Linked DNA regions of Mus musculus: region 2 is linked to region 1. A link is a contact called in public Hi-C data. All regions are on one chromosome and are shown on one strand. Each heading gives the region's core, a stretch centred on a gene start, on an enhancer-like site or on the middle of the called end of the contact. The rest is flanking DNA. Distances are from core to core; before and after follow the strand shown. Region 1 overlaps Gm28722 (a long non-coding RNA gene). Region 2 has its middle 5.7 kb from the start of Gm35192.

Region 1 (4,782 bases), core at 376-2,875:
TCATGGGTCATAAGCCCCCAGATTAGATCCCCCCTCAATGTTTTGCTCAGTTCTGGCAAGCACTCAACATAATTGTTATGGGTACAAAGTTATTTGGATATGTGCTATTTCCTTCTCCTCCTTTTTCCATATGCATATCTAATCTGTTAAACACAGCCTTGGTTAGCATATTCATCAGATATGTTAAAGTGTCTTTTAAAAAATAAGTTGCACACGCTGCATCCTGGGTCACCTCATTTCTTCACAGGCCTGGGTGGAAGGTTCAGAGTTCTAGCTCCTGTAAACCATAGGAAATGCTGCTCTCAAGGGGGCAGGGAGTGAAACAGGTCAAAAGCTTCCCGGATTGGCCTGAGCATCCCTTGCTCAGGGCATCCCTGGCTGTCCTTCTGCTGGGTTGACTGAGGACCAATATCCATCCTTAGCCTCCGGGGTCCTTCTCCGGGGCCCGTGGACATGGTGTCTGTGGATCAACTGATCATGCTCAAAAGAGAAGCCACAGGAGTTATTTAGTTGAACAAGGCAACAAACAGTAAATGGGTCTTATTTCCCTATACCCAAACTAATCCTTTAAGTGGTACAAGTCAGGCACGGCCCACACAGCTCTGGAACACAAACATGTCAAGGTCTTCTTGCTAGAATCTGGTGCTGTTATCCGTACTGAAGATGGGATCCGTACTTGGATCACCTCCTGATTTTTAAGCTCCACTCTTGGGCTCTGTGTCTATTCCTACTCCCCCTTCCACTCCAGTCTCTTTCTGGATTGTTCTTTGCCTTTCTCCCTGGCTTCTCCATCTGTTCCCACCCTCTTATGAAGACTGATTTTGAGAGATGGATGGTTAGTGTCTGCCTGTCATCAGTGACTTTGGACAGACCTGGAAGCCACTCTAGAGCCACAAGGAAGACTGTGTGGTCTCTGCAGTAACCTTACTAAGGCAAGCACAAAAGCCTCAAAACACTCAGTGGGGTAGGGGTGAAGACATAACAGGTGCACGTGCACATGAAAATCCACTCGGCATCAGTCTGAGCGGCCTGAGAGAGTGAGAACTTTCTGCTCATTATTTCAAAATGATGTATTGTTTGCAACACACTGGCTTCAATTTGTTCTCTGTAAACCTCGTTTTGGCAATGTGAGTTTGTCTTGCCTTGTAAAGTTCCTGTCTCTATAACCACAGGGAAACTTAGAATAAACAGAACTCGTGTCTTCGCTCCATGCAGAAGAAGATACAGTCCACACAGATGCTCTAACCTACAGCCCCATCACCCTCAGAATCTGCTCAGCTAGATGAATCGATGAAGAAAACCTGAGCGCTGGGCAGCTTGGAGCTCTCAGCCCTGGACAGGAAGTTTAGTGACTCTTTTCCCAGGCCACAGCCAGCTGCTCAGAACACATAAATTGACTGGTGGTTTGGGGTTACATAGACGGTCTTGAAAATTGGATTCAGTTTGTGCAATGGACCACATGGCCATTTCGCCGCTCTTGCCCTCTCCACAATACCCCCTTTTCTCCGCATTCTTCACACCATTGGAAATGGGCGGGTGTGAAGGCCAGAGTATGAGTGTGGGCCTCAAGCAGCCATGGACTGGGACCAGCTGGGAGATTTTCCAGGGTTGTGATCTGGGCAAGGCACACACCCTAGGAGCAAACTGGAGACAGCGTCTGTCCTGACCCCACGGGGTCATGGGGAAGAGCAGAGTGCAGGCTCGCTAGAGATGCAGAGGACATTGAAAGTCCACACATTTTCATTTCTTCCCCTTTCTACACCACAAATCTGCCAGAAGTCTTAGTTCTGCATCTTGCTCCTGTCACTGAGCAGGGCAGTTCTGCATGTGTGCCACTGACTGGGAGGCCAATTTAGCAGGTGTATGGGTTACCTGACTTTGTAGACAGAAAGCAACCCCCAAAATTTCATGTGCATGCTCCCAGAAGGAAGTATTCAGGGCACTGCCAACAAGTGGGGGATGCCTTCTAAACTGCTTTTATGGGCATTGGGAAGGGTAACCTCAGATGTCCACAGAGGCCTGGTGTGTCAGACCCCCATTAGTACTAAACTTGGATCACCTAGAAGACCAGGGCATGCTCGTAACCACTGAGCCATCCCTCCAGTCCCTTCTGCCAGCACCTAAAACAGCCATGAATGTTGGTGCCTCCTCCTTTATTTACCCTCATGGTGTCCTCCTCTATCGCCTAGATTCTAAAGTTACAAGAAGAACACCTAGAATACAAGCCACATCTAACAACTGTCAGTTGAATCAACCACTTGGCAAATCCTGGCATGTTCCACCCAGTTTCAGAACAGAGCGAGTGTCTTACGCTACTGAAGGACATCTGTAGTGTGCAGCCTGTGTTTTGTGACACATAAGTTGGGTCACAAGGCTGAGGTCTAGCCTGGAGTACAGCCCAGGATCCAGGCTATGTTATCTGCTATTGTTGTGTAATGAAAACACAGCTTCCCCAGGACTCCTCTTGTTAACCACATCCCTCTGAATGAGTCTTTGCCTTGGAAAAATCCTCTCCAGACAGATTTGATGAAAAGCAACAAGAATTGAGGTCATGACATAGCATCTCTCATACTGGTCTGGCAAAGGCATTCTGGTACTCTCCTATGTCCAATGAGTCTAAGTCCCCTCCTGCAACTCTTCCCATCCATACTCCAGTGGCCTCACCCACAGTGCGAGGGACCACCCTGCCTCAGTCTGTGGGTGAACCTGGGTGAGGGCTGGGATTCCCAGCAGTAGGCAGAAGCCCCAAAAGATGAGACCCTAGAAAATAAGAGAGAAGTTTAGAGGCTCTTCTTACTTTCTTTATCTGGGGTTGGTGAGGTTGACCACACAGTGAGCAACAAACCTGTATCCTATATCCAGATCATGGGCTGTTCTGGGAAAACTAAGCATGTTTGAAGCCAGTTACAGGTCTGATCCTGTGTCTGAGCCTTGTGCCAAAGGCTGATGAAGCTCCCTGCTACAGACAGCTTGTTGGTTTCACAGCTGAGATGGCCCATGCTTTTCCTCCCTAATGAAAGGGATTTTTTCACCAGGTGGAGGAGCCACCAGATTCTCAAGGAAAAGCATCGATTTTAAAGCCTGCACCTGGGGACACTGCAACTGAGTCCTGATGGCACCCAGCCAGAACCAGGGGGAAGCAGTTCCTGAATGGGGTTCACAGACCACTGAGGTGATGTCCTCAGCCCACTGTCCCTGTTCAATCCTTATGAATGGGACATGGCTCAGGGCGTCTCCCCCAGAGGAGACTGGGTTGTAGTTTATAGGAGACACCAGTGTGGGTTTTATAAGCCCTGGAATCTGTCTCCTGCTCAACTCCTGGGGCAGAAGGGGATTGGTTCTGCAGTCGTGTCTACACATTAATGATGAATGATGAGCATGAATTGCATGCGTGCTGTCTCTTACAGTTCTCCTCTGTCACTTACAGTATGCTAGTGAGTGTAGCAATAGCCAAGGTATGAGTGGGTAAAGAAAGGGTGGCATGGACTCACAGATGAATACTACTCAGCCCTAAAACAGAATGCACCCTCACCTGGAGATAGCTACCTTAAGCAAAATAAAGACAAGGGTGCACATGCGCACTCCACACTACAGAGTCTCACATACGTGTGCAATCTAACACTGCTGGTCTTACAGAAGAGCAGACAGGAGTAATGGATGTCAGAGGCTGAGTGGGAATGGGCAAAGTAGCCCAGTGCGTAAAAGAGCAAACACAACCACCAATGCCCTGAGACTGTAGGGCGGCCGTACTTTGTAATCATTGATTGTGCATCTCAAAGGAATTTCTCTAGGAGAAAAAGCATTTGAATGTTCCGACTAGAAAGTAACAAAAGAAGTTTAATGTGAAGGGTGTGTATAATGGCCAGAACTGTTCATGTCACGCTGCTGTGTCTATTAAAATGGCATGCCATGTCCTGCAAGCCTGTACAACTAAGTGTCAATTAAAAACTACATACATAAAACTAAAAAAAAGAAAAAAGAAGCCGTTCCCATAAAGACAGAGGTTTGCAGGGAGCATGCTCTTCGCCCCAGTTGAGAGAGCTCTGGCATCCTGGCCTATGTGCATGGATCCTTAATCCTGGAAGCCCTTCCTCAGCCCTTCCCTGCCCCTTCCCCACGCTGACATCAGCAGGTGTGTTTTCTCTTAGTCTCTCTGGATGTTCAGCTTCCCTCCAGATGCAAACGTGTCCATCACACGACTCCCAGCCGGCAACACAATGGACTCCTGCAGAAGGAGGGGAAGCAAAGTTCAGCTCTGCCAGGTACCCACCCAAAAGAGCCATCTCCACAAGGGGGCTCTTCAAGGAAGCCACTCCTGCGAGCTTTCAGCATTCTCACTGCCTCTCTGGGTATGAGGGCTGCAGGAGAAGCTGGCCCTCTGACTCCCTCATTGTCTGCCATGAGTAAGCTCATCTCTGCCTTCGTAGGGCTATCTCTTCTTGGTCCTGGAAAAGCTTCTCCCCGACTCGTGCCTTGACCGAGGACCCCAGCCTCACACTGACGCAGCATCTACCAAGGATGCTCTGTCTTCCTCTGGCATGGGCTCAACCACAGACTCTGGGTGGTGCTGCCAAAAGTGACCCTGGGAGGGCTCCTGCATCCTGGGGAATCTAATGTTCAGTGGTGCAGAATCCTCATTTCCTACCTTCAATTTGTCTGCAAATTCCTTAGCCCCAAGTGTTACCCAACCTGGGATTCTGCCCCAAAAACCCAAATCCATTTGCACCACACCAGCCCCCTCCTGGCCCACAGTCCCTGGATGCGTTCCTTTCTCTGCCCCAC
Region 2 (5,365 bases), core at 1,418-3,917, 120 kb after region 1:
TATCCAAGACAGCAGAGCTGTGTTTTCCCTGAGCAGTAGCTTGTGAGCTGTTTAACATCTGCATCTATCCAGGGGACTCCTCACTCTCACGCTGCTCTACCCAGTGAGTGAGGAGCCCAGTCACCTGCAGATTCCCCTTAATTTCCCCAATTTGAAAATTCTCCCCAGAAATTGGGTGAGACCCTACTCTTATTCCAAGCTTGGGCCGGGCCTTCCACCACACTTATCTCCCTCAATTCTCCAGACTCATATTTGCCTCAGCAGGAGGCCCCTTTCATGCTCACCAACTTGGTCTGCCTTGTCCCTCAGCGACATATTTTAAAATGTCATTATTACATATTTGAGCATCTTGGCATCTACTTCCTAGGAAGACCCAGGACAAACCCCTGCTTCCTGTTCCCCTGAGGACTTCCTTTTGCCAATCTGTTTCACAGAGTAGGGTCTCACCCAATTTCTGGCTCTCGTGATTTCTGGGTGCTTTGAGTTATCACTGTGTTTGATGTACCACAATCCCTAGGCTGCCCGGATGTGAATTGTCAAGGTCAAGAAACAGAGATGACTAACCAACCGAAAGATTTCTATCTGGGACTAATTGCAAAGCTGGAACTGTCATGGAGGACAGACAGAGGCCAAGGAGGTCTCTTAGAAGTTCAGAAACAAAGAGACATTGGAGTCTTATTAAACAAAGAAGTCCAGAGTGAAGGCTAGGGGCTGGTGAGCCCTGGTGGGCCAAGAGCTCGGTTATCATACCAAGCTGGTCTAAAGGTCAGGCCCAGCAGCTCCAGTGTGCATTGCTAAAAGAAAGGCAGTCTTCTTACAGACAAAGCAGGCTGTTACACTGGTCCGGCCATGCAGGGTGGTTCCAGAACAATCTCCCACAGCCTGCACTGTTTCTCTCTGCAGCCCAGTGGCTCCACTCCACTTCAGATGCTGTGACAGCCACAGACCACTGCCTTTCCTCACCCGCATGGCTGCTCCTGCAGCTGATGCACAGGGATCCGTTTGCTGACTACACTCTGTGTTTGGGAGAGCGAGCATCGTGGCCAAGGTGCCAAGGAGAAGAGAGGGAACTGAGGGACACAGGACACGTGAAGAGGTCAGAATGCAGATGTCCCCAGCCCACTAAGTTGCACTTATGGCACTTATGGCACAGACCAGGGACCAGGGGTAGTTAAAACAACAGTAACAACAACCACCACCTCCAACAACAACAACACTCTCATGGAAAAAGAGCTAGTGTGGTGCTTCACACTGTGTGCTGTGGGGCAAGCTGATAATGAGTCAGACAGAGCAAATTACTCACGTTCAGGTCACCTGCTCTTTACCTGAACCACTATTGCATAGAGAGTTCAATTTCTACCTAAGACTGGGGAAATCCCTAACTACAATGCTGTTAGGGCAGTGGCAATCTCCTGCAGGCATTTGTCCCGATATCGCCATTCACCACTAATACACAAAACATGTAGAAACACGAACAATTTAGTTCTCTTTCTTTCTAACTCGGGGACAATTAGACAGTGAAATGAAGTCTCAATTTTGAGGCCAGTTCTGTGTCATGCACTAGAATGTGGTCCCAATCCCACAGCAGTGGGGACACAGAGGACAGACAGTTCAGACAGTGATGGAACAAGAGCAGTGGCCATGCTCAGAGCTGGGCCTCTTCACAGTGCTGTAGGTCCTGCTGGCTCTGACCTGTGCAAGGTGATGCATGGTGTCTCAGGCCCTTCGTACTCTGTCCTACCCAAGACTACCTGCCCCTCAGGTCCTACGTTGGTGTCATTGAAGTCCTGTGGTGAAAGGAGGAATCATGGGTAAGGCGGGGTCTCCCTGTACTGTCCTGCTTTGCCCACTGAGGTGAGAGACCAGGATGTTGATAGTGTGAGATGGGCCCAGGTCTTCAGAGTAGATCCTCTCCTCTCCATGCATTGTAGAGCCAAGTAGCTCAGACATAGACTCTCGCTGTGCCAGAGGCGCTCAGGGTGGGGAAATTCTAGAAATACACACAGGGGGCAAAGGTGGCACACACTGGGCCCTGGCAAGTCACTGTGATTCTTATTGTCTGAATCCTTGTTACCTGTCTTGGTGGGACAGTCAGGGACCATGGATGGGATGGTGGCCAGCAGCATACACATACGCAGTGGGTGTCTAGAAAGGGGGTAACTCTTGCCTGAAACCAAACTCCTCCATGTCCCTGTGGTTTGAGGACTATAACACTGTCACAGGACGACCTGAGGTGCCACAACCTGACTCTCACCCTCTTCTAGCGCCCTGAGGAAGAGCTGGGGTCATGTAAGGCAGTGTGTGTGTGTGTGTGTGTGTGTGTACTCATGCATGTGTGTGCATACACATGTGTGTGTGTGCATGTGGGTGTATATGTAAGTGTGCATGTGTGTGTGCACATGTGTTAGTTGATAGCATGCGTGCGAGTACATATATGTGAATGTATATGCATCTCTGTGGCTGAACACACTCCTTGTCTGAAGGTCACTTTCAAAGACGCCAACTCTTCAGTCTCAGCTGAACTAAGAATTATACCAATCAAACTACAAATTTTAGGGTGAGTCTAACCGCCTTTGTCTGCCTTGTTTTTGCAAATCCAGAATTAGTCATCAGTTTTTCCATGGCCGAGCTCTGCCTGGTCAGAGACTTTGTGATGAGTGCCACCTTGTGGTGCCTTTTGTATTTCCCAGGAGCAGGAAGTAATGGTCTGAGGCTGCTAGTAAAACCCATTACCAGACTCCAGCTCTGCAGCCTCTCCTATCCTGGCCTCTCACATCTGCATGCTCATGATATAAACCCACCGTACTCTGCCATTCCCAGCTTAGGGGCCAGACCCATCCCAGAGCCACCCAATTCCCAAGCAAAGCTGTTATGAGTTTACAGACAGCATCTCAAACTGTACCCTGAAGTAAACCTCTTTTTTGTGATAATGTGCCCGCCTCCAGTATTTTGTTCTAGCATCAGAAAGCAAACAAAAGCAGAAGAGGAAAGCCCCGTGCCTCTTGATTAAAGTGCCTCCAGGAAATCCCACAAGACTATGCAAAAGGTAAGCAGGGCTGGTTGCCCTTCCTCATCATCTAAGTCACACAGTGAATCCCTATCCTCCAGGGCAACCCACAGAAAAGGATGCTTCAGACAATTTCATAGAATGCTCCGGGTATTTAATGGGAAAGCCCAAGGGAGCTCACAAGAAGGTTGAAGGTTTGAGGTTTGAGCTAGAGGCACCATCCAACCTCCTGCTTGCAGGTGGACACTAGTTTCATCTACCCCCTACTTATCTCTCCTGTCCTGTCAAGCTCCTATTGAGAACAACCCATTGTGATCTTCCTACTAAAAGCTCTAAGTCACAGGCTAGGGGCAGCATGTGCTGGAGCACAGGACAGAGGACACTTGGAGCACTAGTTGGCTTCCCCTGTCTGTATCTCTCTAAGTATCCTTTATTCCTCTGTCCATAAACTCACAGTAACAGCTTTGCTAAGGAATTAAACTGGGTCGCATGGTCCATGGAACTGCATGTTTTCCATAAGTCCTTCCATCCCTCCAACCTCCAGCGCTCTGGGAGCCCATTCTGGGAGTGTTTGTGGTTGCAGCAATGACAGGAGGGTGTTGTTGATTCTCACATTCCAGGATTTTACCTGGAAAGTGTCAAGGCAACTTTTAAAATGTTTTCAAATGAAAACCGGGGTGGAAGTTAAGGACAGAGAGAATCTGATTCGTCACATGGTTGTGGGGAACTTGGAGTGTATCTTGGAGCCCCTTCCCTGGCTCCTACACACAGGAAAAGCACCTTCCTACTTTCCTTTCTGGTTTGATCAAGGTATGGGCTCACATAGTCCTGCCTGGCCTTGAACTCACTAAGGAGCTGAGGACGAACTAGTGCCCAGGATCCTTCTGCCTTTCCTTTTCCTGTGTCACACACACCCAGCTTAAACAGACACCCTTTTGAAGAAATGTGGAGAAAATGTCATATTTCAGTTTTACCTTTTTACCTTTTTTTTTTCTTCCACAAATGGAGCAGAGTTTCTGCTCTTCTGTGCCTAGTGTGTGCTTTGAGGGTCTGTCTGTCCAGGCCTTTGTCTATGTTCCTAGTGGGTTTTAGGTCTTTTCACCTCCATTTTTCCTATCAAACTGTGTGTGTTCCCATTCTTTAATCTGTTTCCTGTTTTTCTTCTCTTTGGTTAAGAAGGACCCTGGTTCTCTTTGTCAAAGTGGCAGTGGCTGGGGAGGCAGCTTCGTAGTTAAGAGCACTGACTGCTCTTGTAGGGGTCCCAGGTCCGATTTGCAAATGCCACATGGTAGTTCACAATGATACATCTGTGACTCCCGGTTCAGAGGATCTGATGTCCTCTTCTGTCCTCTATGGCCACTGCATACATGTGGTGTACACACAGACATGCAGGCGAGACACTCACACACATAACAAATAAAATACGTTTCAACAGTCAGGGCTGTAGTAGCATGGGCTTACATCCGTGACCTCAGCTCTATCCCCATGATCTACATGTCTGTTTTTATTTTGTGTCAGCCAGCACCAAGGCGCTTTTATCACTATAGCTCTGTAGCATAGCTAAGCTCAGGAATAGCAATACCCTCCACAGCCTTCTTTGTGTTCAGGTTGCTTTGGTTGCCTTGATCTTTTGTGCTTCCTTATACAATTTTAGGTTTTTTCCCCCTATGTCTGTGAAGAAAGGAGCTGGAAACTCGATTGGGATTGCACTGGATCCGTAGGCTGCATTTGGCAGGATGGTCCCTGCCAGCAAGATCCGTTCCTTCCATTCAAGTGCATGCCAGGCCTTCCCATGTGGCTCCCTCAACTTCTCTCTCCAGTTCAGTGTAGACTCCTTTCATTCCCCTGGCTAGCTGTGTGCCCAGACACTTTATCCTATTTTAATTTGTGAATGGGATTATTTCAGTGTGTTTATCACTGGTCCATGGGACACCTAGTGATTTGTGTGTGTGTGTGTGTGTGTGTGTGTGTGTGTGTGTGTGTGTGTGTGTGTGTATTTTTGTAACTTGCCACTTTGCTGGGAAGTACTTATCAGCTCTGTGCATTTCTGGGTGGAGTCTTTTGTGCTTAGACTCTTGCCTGCTCACTTTGCTCTGCAGAGCGCTCTCTGCTGGACAGTTTTGTGAAGTGTTAACACAGGGTGGGGGGAGCTTGGCTTGGGAATCATCCTGACAGTTTTACTGCACTAGGCCTTTCTGGACTTTCCCTAGCTGTTTCCCTGGGACCCCTTTCTGGACAAGGGTTGGTAGCCCATGTGAAGGAAATTTTATGCAGAGCCCAGTTGCCGAGTCCACAGTGTGACCAGGCCTGTGTGGTTATACCAGAGCTCTACCCTAGTTCCCACCTTCTAGAGAAGGA

The links. Hi-C and Micro-C count contacts between places; a contact is called where the count stands out from the background.
Region 2: a contact with region 1 is called in a Hi-C map of muscle stem cells, with 3 times the contacts expected there. The contact joins two enhancer-like sites. A contact is called at or near these places in 2 of 15 datasets of contacts at CTCF or cohesin (embryonic stem cells and pro-B cells), 57 of 484 Hi-C or Micro-C datasets (the 3T3-L1 cell line, the AML12 cell line, the F1.1 cell line and 23 more), 4 of 115 datasets of contacts at active chromatin or transcription factors (cardiomyocytes, embryonic stem cells, fibro-adipogenic progenitors and 1 more) and 2 of 9 other capture datasets (embryonic stem cells and embryonic tail).

What each region holds. Positions count from the first base shown.
Region 1 is chr1:90,466,341-90,471,122 of GRCm38.p6, forward strand. The region is part of intron 1 of Gm28722 (a long non-coding RNA gene); the gene reads right to left. Among named protein-coding and RNA genes, the nearest start is that of Gm28722, 35 kb to the right of the region's middle. Within about 2 kb of position 1,626, at least 4 of the 459 cell types and tissues checked have an H3K27ac peak or open chromatin away from gene starts, as enhancers often do. A contact at or near this core is called in muscle stem cells, where this site is marked.
Region 2 is chr1:90,585,889-90,591,253 of GRCm38.p6, forward strand. No RefSeq gene overlaps it. Among named protein-coding and RNA genes, the nearest start is that of Gm35192, 5.7 kb to the left of the region's middle. Within about 2 kb of position 2,668, at least 37 of the 459 cell types and tissues checked have an H3K27ac peak or open chromatin away from gene starts, as enhancers often do. A contact at or near this core is called in muscle stem cells, where this site is marked.